4 separate regions of the Mus musculus genome follow, and regions 1, 3 and 4 are each linked to region 2. Evidence: chromatin contacts called from public promoter capture Hi-C data. All regions are on one chromosome and are shown on one strand. The core of a region is the stretch at or near the end of the contact, and the rest is flanking DNA. Distances in the headings are between cores, read along the strand shown. Region 1 holds the start of Nsun5 (NOL1/NOP2/Sun domain family, member 5). Region 2 holds the start of Gnb2 (guanine nucleotide binding protein (G protein), beta 2). Region 3 holds the start of Baz1b (bromodomain adjacent to zinc finger domain, 1B). Region 4 holds the start of Bcl7b (B cell CLL/lymphoma 7B).

What was found. Promoter capture Hi-C pulls out the DNA fragments that hold promoters and counts their contacts. Capture Hi-C pulls out chosen DNA fragments and counts their contacts.
Region 1: a contact with region 2 is called in a promoter capture Hi-C map of pre-B cells, with 4 times the contacts expected there. The contact joins the promoter of Nsun5 here to the promoter of Gnb2 in region 2. A contact is called at or near these places in 2 of 39 promoter capture datasets (liver and pre-B cells) and 1 of 115 datasets of contacts at active chromatin or transcription factors (large pre-B cells).
Region 3: a promoter capture Hi-C map of liver shows a contact between it and region 2, with 3 times the contacts expected there. The contact joins the promoter of Baz1b here to the promoter of Gnb2 in region 2. A contact is called at or near these places in 1 of 39 promoter capture datasets (liver) and 1 of 9 other capture datasets (liver).
Region 4: a contact with region 2 is called in a promoter capture Hi-C map of liver, with 2.7 times the contacts expected there. The contact joins the promoter of Bcl7b here to the promoter of Gnb2 in region 2. A contact is called at or near these places in 2 of 39 promoter capture datasets (liver and pre-B cells) and 2 of 9 other capture datasets (adipose tissue and liver).

The regions. Positions count from the first base shown.
Region 1 is chr5:135,368,172-135,372,106 of GRCm38.p6, forward strand. It overlaps Nsun5 (NOL1/NOP2/Sun domain family, member 5), which reads left to right and starts at 1,782. Exons shown (of 10, transcript NM_145414.2): 1 at 1,782-1,905; 2 at 2,020-2,142; 3 at 3,070-3,244; 4 at 3,327-3,435. The coding sequence starts at 1,813.
Region 2 is chr5:137,531,630-137,535,453 of GRCm38.p6, forward strand. Gnb2 (guanine nucleotide binding protein (G protein), beta 2) reads right to left here and starts at 1,677. Exons shown (of 10, transcript NM_010312.5): 1 at 1,510-1,677.
Region 3 is chr5:135,186,055-135,189,920 of GRCm38.p6, forward strand. It overlaps Baz1b (bromodomain adjacent to zinc finger domain, 1B), which reads left to right and starts at 1,269. Exons shown (of 19, transcript NM_011714.2): 1 at 1,269-1,702. The coding sequence starts at 1,596.
Region 4 is chr5:135,167,072-135,171,126 of GRCm38.p6, forward strand. It overlaps Bcl7b (B cell CLL/lymphoma 7B), which reads left to right and starts at 1,301. Exons shown (of 6, transcript NM_009745.2): 1 at 1,301-1,527; 2 at 4,016-4,055. The coding sequence starts at 1,436.

The DNA of each region.
Region 1 (3,935 bases), core at 532-3,031, 2.2 Mb before region 2:
TTGCGGGTGCTGTGCCCACAGAGGTGTCATGACCGGAGTAAGAAGGTGCCTGGCAGGCGCTGCCAAGGCGTCCCCTTGAGGAATCACGCGATAGGCCTAGTATAAAGTTTGTTGGGAAAGGAAAGAGAGTGGGGACTTGGAAAAGGGTAGAGGGAGGGAAGGGGGTGGGGCAGAAAGAAGAAGAGACAGGCGGGCCAGGAACACGTGGGGACAGCGAGAGTGAAAGGAGAGGAGACTTGGGTAGTGACTAGCAGTCCTCTTCAACACTGCTGCTGTACCTGGCAAGCCGCATAAGTGGCAGCCGATGACGCAAGCTGTTGCTAAGTTGCTATTGAGCAGAGCCTAGCAGAATTGTCTGTAAGCCAACAGTCAGAAACTATGGAATCCCTTGGAGGTGGCATTACAAAAGGTTTTGATTGCCTAACATGTCTGGGAACAGTATGTGCTCTTAAGGTCTGAGCCACCTTTCTTAGGCCCAACTACCATTATTTTGATTGTCTCATGTAGTCCAGGCTGGTGTGAATTGGCTAGCCAAAGATGACCTCAAATCAATCTTTCTTCCTTTCCTTCCTTCTTTTCTTAAAAGATGTGAGAAGAGGGCATCAGATCCCCTTATAGATGGTTGTGAACCACCATGTGGTTCCTGGGAATTGAACTCAGGACCTTTGGAAAAGCAGACAGTGCTCTTAACCAGTGAGCCATCAGGAGCGTACCATCATGCCCGGTTTATACAGTGGAAGGATTGGAACCAAAGGCTTTCTGCCTGTTAGGCAAGCCCTCTATATAGATTGAGTCCCATCATTGGTCCTCCTCATCAATGTTGAGAATTGATCCCAGGGCTTTGCACATGCTAGGCAAGTGCTCTACTCCGAGGGACAATGTCTGTCGGCCCTATTAAACACCCACTTTTTTTTTTTTTTTAAACAATCTACTTTTTCCAGCGCTAGGGTCCCAGAGAGCCACATTTACTAGATGGGTGTTCAACAACTCCAAGCACACCAGTGGATTCTAGGCAGGTGCTCTACCACTGAGCCACGCCCCCAGCCCCTCCCTGGGGGATTCTAGGCAGGGACTCTACCACTGAGCCACGCCCCAGCCCCTCCCTGGGGGATTCTAGGCAGGGGCTCTACCACTGAGCCACATCCCAACCTCTCAGTGGAGGCATCAAGGCACGTGCTTTATTACTGAACCTTTCATCCGGTCACAGGGAGAGGCTGACACAGGACTGCTAGGAGAGTCTGCGTAGCCTTCTGAGTTCCAAAGTCTTAAAAAAAAAATTAAAAACTACAAAATAGCCTGGCGTGGTTGTGCACGCCTTTAATAAAAGCACTTGGGAGGCAGAGGCAGGCGGATTTCTGAGTTCGAGGCCAGCCTGGTCTCTACAGAGACAGCCAGGGGATACACAGAGAAACCCTGTCTCAAAAAAACAACAAAAACAAACAAACAAACAAAAAAAAAACCAATCCACAACAACAAACTACAAAATAGCTACACTGAATTCTAAAAAGAAAGTAGACTTTTTTCATTCTACATACAGGACCTCATTATGTAGCTCTGGCTGTCCTGTAACTACTTAGACCTAGCTGACCTTAAACTCGCAAAGATCCTTCTGCCTCTGTTTCCCGCGCGCTAGGATTAAAGGCGTGAGCCAGCCCGCTCGGATTTAGAGCCTAAGATTAATTTTTGGACGCTGAAAACGGAAAGCAGCGAACCCTTTGACTCCGGAAATCCGGTTGTACAAATTGTTGCGGCGGCCGTAAAGCCAGCCCGAGTTTTGCGACAGTGTCGTAGAGCGCTTGAGGCGGGGAGAGCATGGGGCTGTACGCGGCCGCCGCGGCGGTGCTGGCCGGCGTGGAAAGCCGCCAGGGCTCCCTCAAGGGGTTGGTGTATTCCAGCAACTTCCAGGTAGTGAGGCCGGGGGCTGGCAAGCCGGGCTGGGGAGCGGGGCTTGTCCGGGCGGGAGGGCGAGGCGAGGCGAGGCCCGCGTGGGGTGCAGCGGGTGTCCCCTGTGTCGCACAGAACCTGAAGCAGTTGTACGCTCTGGTGTGCGAGACGCAGCGCTACTCGGCCGTGCTGGACGCTGTCATCGCCAGTGCTGGGCTCCTTCGCGCCGAGAAGAAGCTGAGACCGCACCTTGCCAAGGTGAGCGGCGGCCAGAGGCTGTTACCCGTGCGTGGCTCTCACACTTCTTTCTGGGGTCCCAGTTGAGCTGGGTCAGATGTGACTCCCCTTGGAGCATTGCAGGAAGGGCTAAGTAGGACGAAGGTGCAAACTAGTAGTGGCTGAGGCTACCTACCGGACAGGGTGATGATGGCAAGGTCGGTCGGGGTCCAGAGCTCTGCTGGCGACCTGGGGGGTGGGGTAGGGTGGGGAGGGGGAGCTTCAGGCATGGGGCAGGACACGGGGTTTGCAGATGGCATTTGCTCTCGTCTCTTTACCCGCCTGCCTGGATGCCTGTCTTTTTGTAATGCTGGGAGATTGAACCCAGAGTCTCCAACAAGCCATAGAAGAGTTCTCCCACTGAGTCACACCCACAACACCTCATTGGACAGCATCACTAGACAGATGCTCTATTTTTGAGCAGTACCCCCAGCCCCTCACTGGGGGATTCTAGGCAGGTGCTTATTGCTGAGCTGCAATCCCTATTTCTTCTCTGGTGGATACTAAGCAAGCTTCCTACCCTACTGCTGAGCCACCGCCTCCGTTGCCTCCTCTTCCTTCTCCCCCTTTCGTCCTCTTCGGTCTTTAGAGACAGGCTTTCTCTGTGTCACCCAGGCTGTTCTGGAACTCACTCTGTAGATCAGGCTGACCTCGAACTTACAGAGAACCGCTTGTCTCTGCCTCTTGAGTGCTGGGATTAAAGGCACCATTACCCAGTTAGCTTGTAGTTTTCTTGCTTATGCATCTGATGTTGCTGGCATTATGGACATTTGCCCTAACATCATGCCATTAATTTCTTTTGTGATCTTGGGCAAGAGAACTCTATTGACATGACCATCTGGACAGGTACCTACTTCTCCCACTGGAGGGTTTTATGGTGTTAATAGTTTTGTGTTTTTTCCTGTCCAGGTGCTAGTGTATGAATTATTGCTGGGGAAGGGGTTTCGAGGGGGTGGAGGCCGATGGAAGGCTCTGCTGGGCCGGCACCAGGCAAGGCTCAAGGCTGAGCTGGCCCGACTCAAGGTTCATCGGGGTGTGAGCCGAAATGAGGACCTGTTGCAAGAGAGCTCCAGACCTGGCCAAGGTGACTTGGAGGCTGAGGGGCGGGAGGGGAGTGACCCTCAGAAGGCTCACCTCCCTCCCCACTTGACCACTGTGACTTCTAGCCTACCAGGTACCACGGTTCGTGCGTGTGAACACGCTCAAGACCCGCCCTGAGGATGCAATCGATTATTTCAAGAGACAAGGTTTCTCCTACCAGGGTCGGGCTTCCAGGTAAGAGCTGAACATCGTGCCCGGGTGCCTTCATTTTCCTCTGTGTCCAGGTTCTCAAGGAAGTAGGAGTCTGTTAGAGGGGAGACTAGGTGTGTGTATGTGGGATAATCACTGCTTTCTCTGGATGTTTTTCCTACTTTCCCAACAGAATTTTCTTTGTTTTTAAGAAAGATGTTGCTTTTAAGTGGTGCACATGTCTGTGCATGGGTGAGGGCATGTGCCTGAGGAGGACATTGGACTGCTGGACACGGTGCTAGGAACTGCACGTAGGTCCTCTGCGAGAGCAGTGTGTCTTCCTAACTGCTGAGCCACGTCTCTGGCCCTGGCAGCAGTTCTCTGCAGTCTCTTCTGAGACCTGTTTTTTTTTTTCCCCTGAACCCTGGTGTTCTTGCGGTTCTTGTTCTGCATTCTGTGACCCCCTGTTTGCTCTCCAGTCTAACTGCCCTCCCGCCCCTGCCACCTTTCCGCTCTCCTGTCTATATCACAGCCTCTTCAGCTCT
Region 2 (3,824 bases), core at 427-2,926:
CGGCTGCACCCCATTAGCTGCTGGTCAGTGCGAGAGTAGCGGGGAAGGCAAACCCCCAAGCCGCCAGCTCCCTTCAGCGCCGAGGTCGCCCGCCCCGCTGCGCCCGCACAAAGCCCGTGGGAGCCTCTCAGAAGTAATTAGGGCTCCGAAGAGAGGCCCCTGGCCCCGGGGCGCGGAGCTGCTCTCTCCCAGGCGCCGGCGAGCGGCCCCAGGCGGCTCGGCCCGATGCCCCTAGGCACCCCTAGAGCCCAGCTCTGTGCTCAGCAGCCCCCGAGGCCTAGCTGGCACCACTCCAGCCTCCGACGTCCTGCCTTCCCGGGACACCTGTGCGATCTGGCCGTGTACACTGCACTCTGGCGACCCAGGCGTCCCCCACCCAGCTCCCACTTCCCCCAGACACTGGGCGTTCCTCTTCCCCGAAGATATTTCCCCTCCGTAAGTTCAGCTTTCTGCGCCAGTGCCAGAGGATGCCCCTCCAAAATGAGGGAGGGGGCAACGACATAGCTACCACCCCACTCCAGCTGTGAACAAAAGCCCCTTCCTTCCAGCTGACAGCAGCCCAGGCCTGGCCTCAATGACACAGGCCTGGGGCAGAAGGAAAACAGGCCAGGAAGAAGACACTGGGTCGGGGGCCATGCTCCCAGCCCTTAGATCCCCATTACCCTCCAACGTTCCCTCAGCAGCTCCTCGATTCTAGGGATAAAGCAACCATAGCCCCCCCTCCAAAAAAAAGGGTGCCACCGCCTCCGCAGGTGTGAGAGGAGGAAAGAGAGGGTCCTCAGATCTGGCAGCTGGACGGCGCGGGCTGGCCGTGCTGCGAAGTGCAGTGGGCCAGGCCCTTCAGCTCGTAGGACCTCCATTTTGCCCAAAAGAAAGCTGGACGAAGGGGACAGGCGACTAGGTGCCAGACCTGGGTAAGGATTTGTAAAAAGAATAAGGTGCTGAGATCTCCAGCTTAGGGGTCGGGACTGAGAAAACACTGCCAGAGCCCGAATCAAGGGGCAGTAGGGTGGAGACGAAGACAAGGGTGGCCTTGAGGCCTTAACTGGATCTCCTAGGATTCTGGAGTTCTGCAAGGCTAATGCAAGCAAGGGTGTGAAACGAGTGGGCACGAGGGCTGTTACCCAGGGGCAGGCAGCAGGGTGGTGGTGGGGAAAGGGGGCGGGACAGGACATAGAAGAAACCCAGAATTTAGCCCCCCAACTATTAAGGGATCAAGAGGCAGGCGGGGCTGGGATGAGGGGGGTCTAGATTTTAAAATAATTGCCACTGATATTGCAGGGAGCGCATGCATTATTGAAGCCGAGGGTCCCCCCCCCCCCCCCAGTTCCCCTTCCGGGTTTGGAAACGACCGGGCCAGAGGAAGGGAGGGGAGGTCTGGGAGTTACGTCCGTTTCCCAAGAGCCAAACCCGGGAGACGGAAGGAACCGAGGCTTCCCCCTGCCACACACACACCCGTGGGAATTTGGGGCTGGGGGAGATGAGGACTCCTTTTATCAGCGGAGGTACCTGAGGTGGTGGGACTCTGCCAAGGGGTCGCTTGGAGGAGCGCGGGAGGTCCTGTCTTCCTCCGCGGCGGAGGCGGCAGCGGCGGCGACGCGGATGGATTTCCTCAGTCACCCCAACTCAACCGTCCAGCGCAGCTCTCCCCAGAGCGGAGGGATCCCGCCCGCCAGTGACGCGGCCGTCGCCGCCGCGCCCAGGGCCAGGCTGGACGAGACCAAATACTCAAGTGTGTGGGGGGGAAGGCTAGAAGCGAAAACACCACTCCAGGAGCAAAAGATGCCTCAGCCACAATAAAAGCACAATTCCACGTTTTTCTAACTCATCAAAGATCACACGACGTAGTTTATTTCCAGAAAAGGAGCAAGACATCCTCTCTAGGGACAGCAGAAGTGGTATAGGCATAAGGGAGGGGGGAAAAAAAAAATCCCAGGTCACGTGATCGACCTCCTTCAACCCCCCCCCCCTCCGGATTGGGCGGCTCCAGACTGGAGGCAAGAAGGCCCAATTCTCGGGTTGGCCACGCCCCCTGGTGAGGCCACTCCCTTCCCGGAGGCGGAACTAGGGAAGTCTAAACCAGTGCAGGACAGTGGGGCAGAAAAAGACAGCGAGTGGTTGGTGACCACTAGAATCCCATAAAATGCAAGTTAGAGGGAATTACACCCAGACAGTTCTTCAAGCGCAGCACTGTGAGGGGTTGTAGGCTTCCTAGACTAGGCCTCATACCGCCGCAGCAACAGTCCATATTTATTGATTTGCATACTTAAAGGTTTTTGTTTTATGATAGAGTTTCAGGAGCCCACCACGTAGCCCAGGATGACCCTAAACTGATAATCCTCCTGCTTACATCTACCAAATGCTGGAATTACAGATACACAACCCTGTGCCTGATTTATGCAGGGTAGAACTTAGGGCTTCATACATGCTAGGCAAACACTCCACCAATGGAGCCACATCTCTCACCAATACTTTTGTTTATTAATCCTCATGATGCTGACTATGGACTCAGGCTGCAGAGTTGAGATGCGATCTCAACTTTAATAACCATTGAAGAAAACTACACTGTGGAGCACCCCACCGAGGGAACACAACATAAGAATGTGCCTGGATTTCCATATCTGTTAAATGAGTATATTGAAGGTTACCCTTGAGTCTCCTGGATTGTTGGAGAACTGTCCCGTCCCCCGTCCCCCCATAGATTGTGAAAATGTTTTGGTAAAGTCCGAGTTGTCCTGTGGCCTTTGAGACAGTCCTCGGAGTTTAGGAGATCAAAACACACTATTCAGCCGGGCAAGGTGGCACACACCTTTAATCCCAGCACTCGGGAGGCAGAGGCAGGTGGATTTCTGAGTTTGAGGCCACCCTGGTCTACAAAGTGAGTTCCAGGACAGCCAGGGCTATACAGAGAAACCCTGTCTTGAAAAAAACAAAACAAAACAAAACAAAACAAAACAAAAAAAAAACACTATTCAAAATAGACTGTAGTGAAGTATACTCGTAGAGAGGAAAGAATAGAAAGTTCACATTTGTCTTCACCCACATATTGAACTAGAGGCCAGCCTGAGCCACAGGAGACCTTGTTTCAAAAAGTGTGTTGGGGGACAGGGTTGGAGAGATGGCTTAGTCAGCAAAGTGCTTACCATGCAAACATAAAGACCTGAGTTTGATCCCAGAAAACCAAGTAAAAGAAAAAAAAACCCAGGCACAGTAGCCACACCTATACTATAGCCCCAACACTTGCAGGCCAGGATGGAAAGAGCCCTGAGAGTTTGCTGGTCAGGGAGTTCATGTGAGAGCTCTCAAGTTCTGTGAGAGATCTTGTCTCAGATATTAAAGCAGGAGCAGCTGGCTTGGCAGTTAAGAGCACTTACTGCTTTTCAAGAGGACCAGGGGTCAGTTGCCAGGCCTCACATGGTGTCTCATTACCTTCTGTAACTCCAGTTCAGGGAATCAAATGCTCTCTTCTGATGCACCAGGTATGTCATGCAATGCGCACACGTGCATACATGCAAAATATTTATACACGTAAAATAGCCACAGAGTAAATGAGGATGCCCCCACCCCCCTCTGCCAACTTAAACCTCCAAAGCATCAGATGTGGTGGCCCACACTTGTAAAAGCCAGACCTCCATAACAGCACCCTGTCTCAAAACCACAGAACAGAAAGCAAAACAACACCAGCAAGGCCACTCGTTCACCTTTCCCTTTAATTGACATTTATTACGCACAGATTATTACACGTGCACTTATGAATCCCATGACTTATATAGATAACAGGTTAAACATTACAGTTTGGAAAAGATCTTATAGATAGTTTTACT
Region 3 (3,866 bases), core at 19-2,518, 2.3 Mb before region 2:
TGTGAATCAGACCCAGAATCTCTGGAAGAACTCTTAATTGCATGCGGAGTCACTTCTCCAGCCCCATGAGCTTAATACATATGTTTTCTAACATAGCTTTATTTATTTATTGTTATAGGGATTTGCTATTCAGCCTGTAAGACTGTAGCCCAGGTTAGTCACAAACTCACTTAGGACCGTCCAGCTTCAAAAACCTGCATCACTTAGTTGCACTATATACACACACACATATATATATATACACACACATATATATGAATGAATATAGTCTTTTACATATGTACATACAGAAAACCTTCTTTATTATTCTTCCGTTTATTTTACTTTCAAGATTTATTTTTAAATTGTGTATGTGTGCACACGTGGTGGGGGATGTTACGTGCACGTGAGTACGTGCACCTGAGGAGGCAAGAGGAATGGGAACTCCTGGAGCTGCAGCCGGAGGCAGGTTCCAGCTACCCGATGTGGGAGCTAAGAATTGAACTTGGGTCCTCTGAACGAGTACAAGATCTTAGCCCCTGAGTCTGCTCTGCGGCTCTTCCTCCACATATTTTTAAAGAAAGTTCTTCATTATCCTTCCCTGTAGTCCTTAAAAAACAGGCTGTTAATCTCCATTTCTCAATTACAGTGATGCCGCGTCGGGGAAGGTTGGGGTCCTAGTCGCCCCAATGCGGAACTTCAGTTTGGAGAGGGCCTGAGTTACTTCCCGCCCAGTACAGCTCCACCCGCGCATCCCCGGGCGTGGCCGAGCGCGGCCCCTTTAAGAAGGGGGGCGGAGCGCGAGTGGAAAGACAAAGCCCCTGGCCGCGCGCTCCCCCTCCCCCCTCCGGCGCAGCACACGGACAGTGAGTGCCCGGATGTCGGTGTCGCCGTCGGTGACAGATGGCGCAATGTCTGTATCAGTGACAGGGCTTTTTGCTCTGACCTCTTTGAGTCTTCCGCTTTTCGTCCTCCCCCTCCTACTGCTGTCCCATTACTTTTGAAGTCCGCCACTGGAGGCCCGCACGCCCGTCCCCGGCTCTTACATAACGTGACCTTTCACCTTTTCAGACTGCCCTCTGCTGCGCTGCAACTCAACTTCGCGGCTGGAGCCCAGGGGGCGGGACTCGACCTCGGAGCGGCAGCCTCTCTGAGCCAATAGGCTGCGAAGGCCGACGAGCCCTCCGCCTATCGGAGCCTCCGCCCCAGGGCGCCACGGAGAAGCAAGTTAGTCTGTGCGCTGGCCCGGCAGCGGGGGGGAGGAAGGGAATCTCCCGCCATTTTTCAATAATTTCCTCCCGTGCCCGCTGGAGAGGAGTCGTGACTGGCGGCCGCCGCGGCGGAGATCGGCGTGAGGTGAAAGGCGCCGGAAGGGGCGAGGAGAATCTCTCCGTTTTCTCCCCTCGAGGCGTCCCCCTGGCTTCCATGGCCGTGGCGCGGTCCCGCCAGCTCTGAGGGAAGCCGGAGTTCGCGCCGCCCTCTCACCCCTCCCCTCCCCCATCGCCCCGGGAGCCAGGCGCCTCGCTCGCTCGCTCGCCCCGGGGCTGCCGGGGCCTAGCGCTGCGCAGCAGAGCGGCCGAGCCTTCGGCGCTCCGTCCCCTGCCGGCGCCGCCGCGATGGCGCCGCTGCTGGGCCGCAAGCCCTTCCCGCTGGTGAAACCGCTGCCCGGAGAGGAGCCGCTCTTCACCATCCCGCACACTCAGGAGGCCTTCCGCACCCGGGAGTATCCTTTCTCCGCGCGCGGTGTGGACGCTCGGCCGCGGCTGCGCAGGGCGAGGGATGGAGATGGCGAGATGCGAATGGGCCGCGCGCGGCTCGCGGGGCAGCTGTCACCGCACGGGGCCGTCCGCGGGCCGTGATGCCCGGGGCCCTGCTTTACCCGGGCTTGGGAGCTCCGCGGCGAGATCCCTCCGGGCCGTCTCCAGCCGTCCTTCCCGGAACCGCGCGCCTCCATCCCTTTTCCCCTTACTTTGTCCCCGGGGCCTCGGTGGTGATCGCAACACCAATCCCCTCCTCCCCAACTTGGCTTCGGGCCCTAAATGACTAGGGAGGGTAGCCGGGTTCCCTTTGCGCATTTTATTTCTCTCTCCTTTCATAGAAATGAAACCGTCAAGTTTAAGTTTTTGAAATTGTACCGGCGCAGCCGCGTGATCCGGCTTGTGCAAGCCTCTACTGCGTCTTGAGTGGGCTGTGCGGGGACACTGATGTGGCTTGTGGGTTTTGTTTTTCTCCTCCGGAGTGGACTTTAGGCCAGGGATGAACTGACAGAACCGTAAATCACAAAACCTGGCATTAACTTTTTACCCACTGAAGATGGGAAGGAGCAGAAAGGTACATTGATGGTTCTGGTGGCCATTTATTTCCTAGAGAACACAGAAGTTTGACACTTAGAAGTTTCATTTTTCCGTCTTTTTTTTTTTTTTTTTTTTTTTGAGGGAGCGCTTCATGTAGCACCGGCTGGCCTCGAACTCAGAGAGGCTGGACACTGCATTCCCGATCCTGTCTGTCTGTCTGCCTGTCTCTCTGTCTCTCAATCTCTCTCTCTCTCTCTCTCTCTCTCTCTCTCTCTCTCTCTCTCTGGTACGTGAAACTGGTGTTTTAGAATACAAAGTCAGCATTTCCAATCATTACTTTAAGATTTCTTGACCAAGCATAGCCTCTTAGTTAAAAGTTGTAGTACTTCCCCCCCCCCCCCCCCCGCCCCCGGTAGGGGGAATGTTGAATCTTTTAAGGCTTATTTGTTTTTTAAAAAGCTAAGTTTCCTTACCAAACTTGCCTGTCCTGCTATCTTTACCACCCCTTTTCCTTTGGAAAGATTAGGTAAGAGCAGGAAGGATTCAAGTGAAGTATTTCAGTTTGCTCTTGGCCTTTGCCTCTTTCCTGCTTTGTTTTTTGTTGTTTCATTTTTAATTGTCTTGTAACCTAGGTTGATGTCTAAGGTAGGTGTTGGAAGCTAAGTGTGACGTTTTCCTTCCTAACTTCCCAAGTGATGGAATTGCCGATCACCTGTGTAGATTTAATAAAATGTTCTGAATATTTAGGATACTTTTACTCCCCTTCCTTTCCTCAATATTTGGGGAATTTACCGTAGGGCCCTGCACTATTAGTAAGCTCCATCCTGGGCCCTCTGGTTTTTTATTTTGAGTCAGGGCATCATTAAAATTGCTGAGACTGGCTGGGAACTCACCATGTGGCTTAGGCAGGCCTTGAACTTTTGGTTCTCCTGCTTTAGCCTCCCTAGTATCTGGGATTAATAGACCTCAGGACCAGCCAGTACAGCTTCAGCCCTTCTAGCATCAGTTCTGAAAGGCAGTGTCCACCTACAGAGATTATTTTCCACCTTTTAATTTTGTCTGTATAGATGTTTCCCTGCCTATGTGTCTATGGAGCACTGTGTGTCTGGAGCACCCTGGAGGCCAGATTTGGATTGTGAGCTACTGTGAGGGTGCTGGGGATTGAACCCAGGTTCTGTGCACTTAACCTCACTGTTGACTCTAAGCCCCAGTTGGGTTTTTGTTTTTGTTTTCTCTTTCTTTCAGTAGGGTCTCACTGTGTGGCTCTGTCAAGGATGGAACATTTTGTAGAGCAGATTGGCCTGAAACTTAAAGATCTGCCATTCCATACCTGTTCTAAGTTCTGAGATGAAAGGGTTCTTGCAGCACCATGCCTGGCCTCCATGTAGGTGTTTGCTTATGTATGCTTATGGCATTTCTGAGCTGAAAAGGGTCTTAGAGGTGGTCCAGATTTCCTGTCTGCTTGCCCAGTGGGCCCAAGGGAATTGAAGTCGGTATGTTTAAAGTTCATGGACTCTTGTGTATAAATGATGAATGTTGGGATTACAATCCAGTGCTCTTTCAAGGATGTCACTGTAAATAAATGAAGGGAAG
Region 4 (4,055 bases), core at 51-2,550, 2.4 Mb before region 2:
AAACTTTAAACGCAGTCAAGGATGACCTTGAACTCTTGGTTTTCCTGGAACTGCAAGTAAACCTCAAAGTTGATTCAAACAAGTCCCTCTGGGCATGCAACGTCAGCTGTGGGTCACCTCCTCCTTCTATTGGGTCTGTTATCACTGCTTTTCACTCCCCTCTTTCTTTTCTCTTTTTGTCCTTCCTCAACCCCCCAGAGAAAACCTCTGCATATCCCTGGTTGTCCTGGAATTCACTCTGTAGACCAGGCTGGCCTTGAACTCAGAAATCCACCTGCCTCTTCCGCCAGAGTGCTGGGATAAATGTGTTCATCACAGTCCCTGGTCCAGAAGTTCTTTCAAAAGAGAAATATTTATGTCCTCAGTACTTGGTCCAATGCACAGAACACAGGCAATGTTTTATCCAGAACTGAATTCCCTGACAGTGAAGTGGAATGCTAAAAGTATGAGCCAGGTGCAAAATACTCAGGAAGAGCCGCAGTGTGACCTGGATGTTGGAAAAGTAGTTGATTCAATCAGAAGAAATTTCCAGGTGGGTAGCTGAGAATTCGAAGACCAGAAGTCAAAATGAAGGAAGGTGTGATAATGACTCCGGAACACAGCTATTTAGACAATGATGACACAGATCTCCTTTTAGGTGAACATGCAGCGCATAAATAATTCCTTGAAGGGTCAGGGGTCATGGGGGATTAAAGGACTTGATAACAGCCTAAAACTCACTAGTGAAAACCAACTTCTACAAATTGTCCTCTGTGCCATATACATGTAAAGAAAAAAAAAAAAAAGAAAGAAAGAAAGAAAAAGAAAAGAAAAAAAGAAAATTCCAACCCCTTTGACCCCAGCACTTGGGAGGCAGAGGCTGGTAGATCTCTGAGTTCAAGGCCAGCCTGGTCTATAGAGTGAGTTGCAGGACAGCCAGGGCTACACAGAGAAGGAAACCCTGTCTCGGAAAAGCAAAATGAAATAAAATTTTCCGGTCAAATGCCATGGCACAGAGCACCGGAGAGGCAGAATCAGGTGGTTGTGAATTCGAGGTTGGCCTGGTCTACAGTATTGAAAATTCCCGGGCATGCATTGAAGCAGCAGGTAGGGAAAGTGGTGACTTGGAAACCTCATCCCACCACCACCCTCGCAGCCTCGCCTGGCCCACACCACGTGCGGACGACGATGGGCTCAGCCTGGCAGCAAGAGGGCAAAGGGTCTCTGGAGGCGCACAGCAGGGACGCCCCCGGGCGGGTGCGCAAGCGCGCTGAGGCCTTGAGGGCCCAAGGGGCGGGCGGGTGCGCGCGCTCCCTCGCGCACGCGCGCACGGAGGGGGGGCGACGGCCGCGGTGACGTGCTGCGGTGGCAGCGGGTGGACGGCGACGCGTGAGGCGCGTGATATCCCGCGTCTTGGGAGCACTGTCCCGGCCCCCAGCCACTCCCCGCCGCCGCCATGTCCGGCCGTTCGGTCCGGGCCGAGACCCGTAGCCGGGCTAAAGATGACATCAAGAAGGTGATGGCGGCCATCGAGAAAGTGCGGAAATGGTGAGGGGCGGGAGCGGAGGGGTTGCTGACGTGGGGTTGCGGGAAAGCCGGCGCGGAGGCTCGCCATACAGGAACAGGCAGGATGGGAACCAAGAGGCCGGCCCTGGGGGGAGGGGGCCGGAGCCAAAAAGCGAAAGGAGGGCGCGCCGGTATCGGCGTGAATTCAGAGTCCGCGTTCCCTGTAGCCAATCAGAAAGACGGTCGGCTCATGGCCCCTCCCATAGCTGTCATTAGCCGCTTCCGGCCGCTCTGCCTGGGGCGGGGCCTGGCGCTGCACAGTTGCACTTCCGGTGGAGACCTCGCGGAAATGCTGCTTGGCGGCTCCGGGTTCGGTTTCCGCTCCTGCGCAGCACAAGTGTCCGGTGATGTCCGTTGTTGCCGACTATTATACGATATAAGTGGTCGAAATTAAGCGGAAGTTTGTAAACATGGCACTTTTGGAACAGAAATTCCTGATATCTTGGATCCTTAGCCAGCCCACTCGCCATAGGTTTGCTCTTGGCGACCAAGGTACCCTGACCCTGCAAATGTTTATTGCAAACCCAGAACAATTAGCGAACAATTTAGGTCAGGATTTTATTGCTTTAAATTGTTCTGAACCAAGCCTCTGAGCCATTCACTTCACTTAACGATTTGTAATTTCCTTACTGTTTTTTGACCGGAGCTCCCTGAGGACCGCAGGCTGGCTTTAGGCTGGCAGTGATTCTTCTGCCTCAGTTTACCCAGTAGCTAAGAGGCCGCGAGAGTGGTTTGTTTGTTTTTGAATCAGTGTCCCCAATCCTTTGGCTGTCCTGGAACTCTCTTTGTAGGCCAGGGTGGCCTTGAACTCTCAAAGACCCACCTGTCTGTGTTTCCCAAGTGTTGGAAAATGTCTGCATCTTATGGCATTCCTCTGTTCCTATGTAATTCTCAAGTCTCTACCCCCTTTTGTTTTTTATTGGTAAGGAAAAGTATGTAGGCTAGAAAAATGGCTCAATGGTCAAAAGCACCTGGCTGCTCTTCCACCACATGGCCCCTAACAGCTCTTCTCCAGTCCCATGGGATACCATGTCCTCTGGCATCTGTGGGCACAGCACGTGTGTAATGCGCAGACACACACGCATGTAAAGCACCCACACACATAAAAATAATAAAATGCTCAAAAGAAATTTCAATGTAGGTTCCTCAGAGACACATTTTGAAATTCTAGCGAAGGTCACCTTCACAGAATTTTCCTTAATTATATTAGGTTGAACTGCAAGACATTCCGCATATTTGAACCAACTCCCATCCCCTAATTCTGAGGGTAGTGCCCACCACCTTGCTCACTCGTGATAATTTCTCTAGCACTGAACTATATATATCTACCCCAGCCCCATGTTTGACTTTTTAACTCAAAACTACTAACACTGCAGCAAAACACACCTATAGTCCCCTAGCTACTCAAGGAAGAGCTGGGGACTTGAGTCCTAATCATCATAGTGAAATGGGCCAAATGCCTTAGACCTGTGAGCTCAACTACTCAGGAAGCTGAGACAGGGGGACCACAAGTTTAAGGCCAATCTAAGCAATTTAAGAGTCCCTACCAAGGAACAAAAAAGACAAAACAAGCATTTTGAGCGAGTAGGGATGTTGCTTGGAGGTAAAGTACTTGCCTAGCATGGCCAAGGCCCTGAATTCCATCCCTGTCCCCCTCCCAGCACCCCCACACACACAAACACACACACACACACACACAGGAGGAAATGCTGAATGAGGTGAGGGCACACCTGGTTCATTTGGATTTAGAAATATTTGAGGCCTTCAGAGTTTATCTCATGGTGATCTTGAGTAAAAGCCACACAAACTTTTCTTGCTTTACTAATAGGGTGTTAAATCTGCCATTTCTACCTCAGGAAGACATGGAGGGGAGGGGTCAGTTTTGTTTGTATGGTGGGGATGGAGCCCATACCCTTGGCCAGGCTAGACCAGTGCCTCCTCCCACTGTTGTAGTTCCTGGCCAAAGAGTCACAGGCTACAAAGCTGTAGTTTTTCTCCATGAGTAATCTCAGTTACCCAGCATGCAAATGCTGCCTGTTCCTTTCTTGTGATTGTGCTTCCTTAAATGGAAGATGAACAGAGCAGCCTAGAGAGACTTAGAAATGATCTCAACCATCCTCATTGACTTCGTCTGCTGGCGATCAAAGTCAGGACCTGTGCATGCTGATAAGCCTGTTAAGACTGAGCCGCACTCAGTGCCTTTCATGTCCTCCTCCACCCTCAATTTGTGGCAGTCCTCCTGCCTCAGCCTCCTAGTGCTAAGATTACAAGCATACCCGTGAAAGCCACCGCACTCCCCACCCCTGGCTTTCATCTCCAGCTGCTGATTTCCTCGTGTCCAAACCTTCAGGATAATTTGATAGAGAAGTCTAGAAAACATTACAGATCAGAGGAGCAATCTGCTGAGACCCAGAAAACATCGTTAATAAACACAAGAAGTGTGCTTTATTAATTAATGCTCACCTTCTAGGGAGAAGAAATGGGTGACTGTGGGTGATACCTCCCTGAGG